Linked DNA regions of Gossypium hirsutum: region 1 is linked to region 2. The links are chromatin contacts, called in public Hi-C maps. All regions are on one chromosome and are shown on one strand. The core of a region is the stretch at or near the end of the contact, and the rest is flanking DNA. Distances in the headings are between cores, read along the strand shown. Region 1 holds the start of LOC107918703 (myb family transcription factor MOF1). Region 2 holds the start of LOC107937128 (glutamate decarboxylase).

Region 1 (3,837 bases), core at 92-2,591, 400 kb after region 2:
AGAAAATAAACGTAATTATTTAAAAAAAATTAACTCAGTAGAAAAACTTCTCAGTAAACAAACATATGAAAGATTGAAATGTTTTGAAAGAAAAGAAAATTTGAACCTTGAATTTATTCATTAAATCTGTTAGAGAAAGAAGATTGAAAAAAAGAATAAAGGTGGATAGCAAAAAAATACTTAAAAATATAATTAAGACCATTTTGACAAAACATGCATATGTTAATAGCTAAATTTGTCATTAAACCGATTATTTATATTTACCAAAAAAAATTAATACAACAAAAAATTATCTTCTAGTGGTAAAAGAAAAGTATATATACAAAATTACAAAATAGTAAATAAAAAGTATATTTTAAAAATTAAAAATAAATTATTTAATTAAATAAACTCGAATTAATTATTTACACATTCAACTTAAACAAATAAATAAAATATCAACACTATATGTAAACTCAGTTCCAATATGATTCAAACATTACCCAACCAGACTTCACACTCTGCGGTTTTACATTATTTTGCTCGGTTAGGTTAGTCTCCACTCTTCCATTATAATAACTATCTTATCAGAGGCAACTTTTTAAATAAATTTTGTAACATACTACTCTTAATTTCATGTTAGAAGACATTATCAATACCAACTAAAGCAGTATACAATTCCCCCAAAACCATTGACCTCTAATTAATGAAATATTCATATAAAGAAGACATTATCCATCCAAACCCGTAATTTTTACATTGGAAAAACCATTCTTACTAATAATAGTTAAAATGGTATGTATATTAAACTTGATTTAATATTAATGTAATGTATAATTTTATATATAATTTTTAATTTTATGTAATTTTATATATAAAATTTTGATTTAATGAAATATGTATTATTAATATATATAATTATATTAAATTAAAATTTATATATCATAATTTTCAGGCTTCGACTAAGTTACAGTTATTTAGGGCAGTAGGACATCCTTAGTGTAGGAGGTGCCATGGAATCCTGATAAAAAAAATTGAGTTAAATAATTATTTAAAATAAAAAGATTATTAATATGACTATATTTATATACAGAAATGTTTAATGATAAGAATGATAAATTGGGTCAAATTGACTAAAACAAAAAACAAGAAACATATAATAGACAACTACCATTTGAAAACAAGGGTAAAAGCGTCAGGATAGAAGCTTTTCCTTTAAGACAGCACAGTAAAGGGGTGCGCTTACCGTGTCACTTTCCGTGTGTGGAAAAAAAATCTGTCCCAAAGAAACAAAAAAAGCATACAAAATTGTGATAGTAATACAAATATATATAAATATGTACTCATGGCGTCTTTTGTGATGATAGGAAGTTGGCAGTATTATAGAGGAATATATGAAGTAAATAAATACATAAATATTTTGTCTTTTTTTCTTTTTGTATGGAAAATAGAGCTTATAGGCTCTATATTATATACAGGAAGAGGGAAGCAAAAGGTCAATGTAAAGCAGTTGGGTATAGGGGTAATGATTTCAGGGAAGGCAGATCAGAGAACTCGTGAGAGTTCTTAATTTTTATTATCATTATTTTTTATTTAATTCAATTGGGGGTTTGAAAGTTTTTTTCTTATATAAAATATTATTTTTGGTCTTTGTTGATTTTGTGTATCTCTGAAAGTGTGCAGAGATTAGAGAGTATTAGAAACAGAAGAAAGGCAGCAGTTTGCAGGTATTATCAGTGCTTCTTAAGGAATTTTACAGTGCCTTGTTCGTCTTATTCCTTTCCTCGTGATCTTTCTTGTTCTCTTTCCTCTGCCTTTTTCTTTTGTTTTATATTTCTTTTTTCTTCAAGGGGCTTCTGCACTTAGTGTCTTTCTTGCTGCTTTGTACCTAGACAATTCCAACAACATTGAAACAACCCAGGGTTTTCCAGTTCCAGGAGTTTTTATCATAAAAACATTTACCACTAAAACCTGAAACATAGGTCCTTTTTTCTTTGTTTATCGCTAGTGATCGTATTAAGAGCCTTCAAAGCTTTCAAAGGATATACCTTGGGGGGGGTTCCCATTTGAGGGTTTTAAAGAACATAAGAACGAGAGTTTTTTTAGGAGATTGGAACATAGAAGGGAATGGGCAGTTGTGGGAGGAGTGGTGCAGTGAGGCAGTATATAAGATCAAAGGTGCCTCGTTTGAGATGGACACCTGAACTTCATCAATGTTTTGTTCAAGCTATCGAAAGGCTTGGTGGTCAAGACAGTAAGTTTCCCTTTTCTTCTTCTTCAGCTTGTTTCTTTTGGAGTTGAAATAATGGCTTTTTTTTTTGTTTGTTTCGACTTGCCAGAAGCTACGCCGAAACTTGTTCTTCAACTGATGGATGTGAAAGGACTCACCATTTCACATGTGAAAAGCCACCTTCAGGTTCATCTTTCTTTCTTCCCTTCTGGCTTTCAAATTCCTTCTTTTTTTCTCTTCCCCTTCGATCATTTTTGTTCACATGGGTTTCTTTACATTCTAACCAGATGTATCGGAGCATGAGAAGTGATCTTAGCAGACAAGGTATCTTAGCTCTTCTTTAAAAAATGTTTTTTCTTTTCTAATTTATACCCCAAATACCTTTTCCAATTCTCAGTTTTTAACTATAGAACTAACTGTTCTATATTCATCAGTGTGTGTGTGTGTTTGCATATCATTCTATGATACTTTCTTCTAATGGTTGTGTTTTGGTATAAAGGATCCAAGATCATATACTCCCTTCTTTACATAATTTTTGGTAAAAGCCTAGATGTACCACTTCATTTATTATTTCCTTTTCTCTCTTATCCATTTGATGCCAAATTAGATGTGAACAGCCATTAACTTGTTTCCTTGCCAAATCTTCCTCTATTGGCATATCTGATGAAACCCATACATCCCCATTCCTTCACTACAGCTGTTTCCAAGTGTTTTCTGAACAAACATCTCGTAAATAATATGCATGCATACTTTCCCAACTCATAACTTAGTTGGCTCTTTTCTTTTTCAATTTTCTTATTATTCTTTCATGAAGTTTTTATTTATTTATTTATTTATTGAAACTTCTGTGTTGGGGTCTGTCAAATGACACAGATAGGAGTTCAACCCATCAAAGAAGACAATCTTTTGAGAAACATGATGGTTGTGTTGATGATGTAAATGATATTATGGGTTTTCACTCAACCTCAAAGCCCATTGAAGAATCAGATTCTCATTTGATCCACTCTCCTCTTCCTTCAAAAAGGTCAGCTTAGCTTTATTCCCCCATGGGTACAGACTTTTCATATACTTAAAAAAAGAAAAGTTGATAGTGTAGTGCAAGAAACAAACAAAAGAAGATAGTATATTGCATGATCTTTTCTTATCTGCTACTACCTTTTTTTCTTTTTCTTTTAAATTTTTTCCTCTCTAAAATTCGTTTCTCATTATTATTATTTTTTTAAACCTCCTTTGCCTCAGAGCTAGAATCGAGACCAAGAGTTCAATCTCTGATCAGAATCTGCAATGCAGCCAAGGAGTATGTGAGAGAGTCTCAAATCCGTACTTTTATGATGATTATCTGCAGACAATGGCTGTTTATAAAGGAATAAAGGAAGGTAATGGTGCTTTCATATGGGAACACACCCAGTCTCACCCTCAGGCTCAAGGTCAATCCACAACCTTCTCTCTGCCACATGATCTTTACAATCTCAACTCCTTCAAATATTCAGTGGAAGAATCTGATTTCCTTAAGGTACACTAGCCAAACACCACCATTTTTTTTTCTCTCTCCCTCCCTCCCTCTCGTTTTCTCTTTATATATTTATTTTGCCAGCTTTTGTTTATGAGCTTGAGTGTAATGTTGGGTT
Region 2 (4,014 bases), core at 144-2,643:
CTCGGTGGTGACAGGGTACTCATCCATGTCGACATAGTTCTTGTTAATGGCATCCATAATAAGCTTATTACATTCAGGCTCCATCCAGGTAGTGACAAAAGAGGCAAGGTTCAACCTCGGGTTCCCATCAAGCATCAGTTCATCGTTGATGATCTGATATGCAGCGTCTTTTGGTATTGAGTTCTCTGGCATCCTGAACCTGCAATAATTTTCTAATTACCTACTATTTTCACCATATAAATGATGCTATGAACCCAGGGATATAAAAGCTGGAGATTTACCTAGGAAGTTGGTGTCGGACATAACGAGAGGCAAAAGTGGAGTGAACTGAGACATCAGATTGAGAAGCAGTCTTGGATAGCACCATGGTTGATGTGTCAAGAAACACAAAAATACTGTGAAATTTGAATGAAATGAAAGATCTGTATAAAGCTAAAAACTGTTGTTGCTTGGTGAAGGAAGCATTGAGAGGCAAATGGGTATTTATAGGGATGTGATTGGAAGACTTTGTTCCAGTTGACCACTTCCATTAGAAAATGACTTGCGCAAATACCAAATTTGACCTTGTTCGCCTTGGAAATGAATACTCAAAAAGGGGAGCAAATATAAAAAAAATGGAATTTTGGGGAAGAATAAAGAAAGATACACACATGGTAAGATATAATTAGAAGGAAGCCAATAGTCAAAGAAAGCCATTGCAGCCCTGGTGGGGGGTCCTTGTTTTGATAATTCAGATCATTGGCTAACCACTAACCAGCCAGCTTACCCACTGAAACATCAAAATGGGTTTCCAGCCTGCCGCTCTTTTCGATAATTCCTTTTCCTTGTTTCCCACGAATTTTCAACTTTCGTGCCATGGCGCAAACCACCTTCGCCCCTCAAGCCGCTTCAAAGCGTCGTTTGGTTGATTTATTGATTCTTTCCATATTATTTTATTTATATTTTCAAATTTCCATATTTCGCTTAATGAAAATTGTTTAGTTTTTGGTTAATATACCTTAAAAAAAGAAAAGAAAGTTGAGATACTTCTACAAAGAACATAATTTTCAAAGCCTTTTTTTATTTTTATTCGTAATAAGTCTAGAAAACCTTTGAATTTTTAAAAAAAAATAAATTTCATGCTAATGTGGGATAATAATATAGGTAACAATTTTATTGGTTGTAAAAAGATGTAATAAAAAATTTTAACGAAATTGAAATATTAATGGTTTAAGATGTGCAGAACAATGTTTGTAAATTGGGTATTTTAGGTTTCTCCAAATTAGAAAGTTGAAAGTTACAAGAAAAGCATAAAGACTTAGTAGAACAAAATATACAAATTCACAATATAAGCCTTCATTTTATTTAATTAAGAGACAATAATAAAATATCCCACTCCCTGAGGTGTAAAGGAATTCTTAATTCGGACTTAAGTCAGCAATAATAATATATACAATGTTGTAGGGATGTATTGAAGTAGTTAGGCCAAAGATTAACAAAAATCAAAAAATACCTGACAATGCCGAACCGGGCCTAGTTGTTATGTGGTATGAGTGGATGAGGAACAAGTCAATCTCAAAATATGGCCTCTTTGAATATTCCCCAAAAACCTTCCAATTTTATTAATAACCATTCATTTCTTTAGTCAATCTGAAAATTAATATTTTTATTTTGTGTCTATAAGTCAACATTAGACTTCCTAACTCAATATTAAACCAACAAGTTGATTTTACCCTTTATTTCTCTTTTTTATATAAATAAATATCAGAATTTACATCAATTTTTCTATCAAACTTTGTGGGTATTCCAATATTTTAGGAGCGTATGATTTCTGAATAATAAATAATTATCTAGTGTGATTAATTAAAATAAGCCCTTTCCTTCAAATTTTATTAAAAATAATATACATTAACATCAATTGTTTGATATATGATATTAAAATATTTTTAAAAAATTAATTATCATAGATAATCATTCAATTATAAAAAAAAATCATCTTAGACACTTAAAATAAAAAAATAAATTGTAATTTAAATACCCACTTTACATAGTTTAGTTATTTTGATCACTCCCGTTAAAATCACAAATAACAAATTGATGTGGCAATTAAAAAAATTAGTATAATAATAAATTTAGCCCTCAATTTTATATATTAATTATAATTTTAAAAAATTAACCCTCAAAAGTTACACCTATTCTCAATTTGATACTAATTCTAAAAAAATTCAAACAAATATATAAAAATACATAAAATATTTTAAAAAATATAACAATTTTAAATTGTGCATTAATATTAATATTAAATAAAATCATTATATTAATATTAAAAAAGAAAAAAAGAAAAAAAAACTCCTCTCCCCTTCCCCACCCTCCTTCTCCCCCTCCACCGGACCTACCCCACCTTTAAAGCAAATGGCTGTGGACAGTTAACAGATGATGCTCTTGAATTTTGCTTGCAGAAATCTATAATGGAACTCAGAAAACTATTGGAACCCGCCCACATTCAGGGAGTGGCAATATTGTCCTTAGCAAGTTCAGCAATCTCATCTCCTTCAATACCCGGTTCGGTGGGGAATGGGCAAAGGGATGGGGTGGGAATTTTTATTTATTTATTTAATGTTATTATTAAGATTAATATAAAATTTAAATTTATTACTATAATTTCTAAAAGTTTTATGTATTTTTATATATTTTTAAATTTATTAATATATTAATATATTTTTTAATTTTTTTAAGATTGAGATCAAATTAGAAATATTTGTAAAATTTGAGAGTTAATTTTTTTAAAATTATGAGTAAATTGATATATATGTAAAAGTTGAGAGCTAAATTTGTCTTAATATCAATTTATTTAACTGCCACGTTAACTTGTCATTTGTAATTTTAATGAGAGTGATCAAAATGACAAACTATGTAACCTAGGTACTTAAATTGTAAACTTTTTATTTTGGTTCTTAAAATAAAAAAAAATTATAGTTAAATGATTATTTGTGTAGTTTACCCATATAAAAAATTTAAAAATATTATTGCAATATGAAATAGATAAAATGTTTATAATTTAAATATGCAAAGCATAAATTGATAAATTTGCTTGATTTATTTAATTTAATTAAAATAAATATAAAAATTAATTAAAAGTGAATGTATATTAAATAAGTAAATTTGACTGATTTAATTAAAATAAATGTAAAAAAATTAAAAGGATATTAAATATCTATCAATTCTTTTTTTCCTCGATCCAGTCTTATTCGAATTTGAATTAAATAATTTTTTAAAATATTTTTATTTAAATTTAATTATAAAAATAAATAAAAATATAAAATTATATATTTTATTATATTGATATTGTAAACTTTTTTTTTTGAGAAATTTGATATTGTAAACTATTAAAAATGAAATAGAGGTGCAACAATTTTTTTTTTTAAGATTACACCATTATTTTTTTCTTATCTAGGTAAAATAATATATTTGATTGTTTTAAAAAATGTCAAGGATAAATGGAGATGCAAGTTCGAAAATTTAAGATAATATTGTTAGGAAGAGTAACCACAAACTTCGAATATGGATAATAAAACCAACATGGATAATAAATTTTTTTATTATATTTATTAATTAATATAATTTATTATTAAAAAATAATTCAAAAAATAGGATCTGAAGTTTTTGTAACTCAAATAACTAACCTAGAATTTAATATTTCCATATATATTCTTGTTCCTTCTTTTATGTTATGTATATATATATTAAAAATAGGATCCCACTTAATTATATTTAAAATTTAACTTAAAAATGATACTCACTTCGAATAAAATTTAAAACATATATTAAAAATAGAATTCACTTAAATATGTTTAAAACTTTAACAAGATCAACTTTAAATATAATTTTAAAAAAAACATTTTGAAACTCAAAACAACTAATACAAAACTCAAAACTTTCAAATATGTTTATGTTTTTTTTTTTGAAAATCTAATTCAATTGTGAAAGTATTTGAAAGTTTCTAAATTAATATAATACTTAAAACTAACTATAACC

The links. Hi-C and Micro-C count contacts between places; a contact is called where the count stands out from the background.
Region 1: a contact with region 2 is called in a Hi-C map of leaf, with 2.9 times the contacts expected there. The contact joins the promoter of LOC107918703 here to the promoter of LOC107937128 in region 2. A contact is called at or near these places in 3 of 34 Hi-C or Micro-C datasets (all in leaf).

What each region holds. Positions count from the first base shown.
Region 1 is chrA01:75,412,918-75,416,754 of Gossypium_hirsutum_v2.1, forward strand. LOC107918703 (myb family transcription factor MOF1) reads left to right here and starts at 1,342. Exons shown (of 6, transcript XM_016848287.2): 1 at 1,342-2,233; 2 at 2,319-2,395; 3 at 2,497-2,533; 4 at 3,083-3,233; 5 at 3,449-3,722. The coding sequence starts at 2,107.
Region 2 is chrA01:75,016,673-75,020,686 of Gossypium_hirsutum_v2.1, forward strand. It overlaps LOC107937128 (glutamate decarboxylase), which reads right to left and starts at 1,394. Exons shown (of 6, transcript XM_016869948.2): 1 at 282-1,394; 2 at 1-199. The coding sequence starts at 367.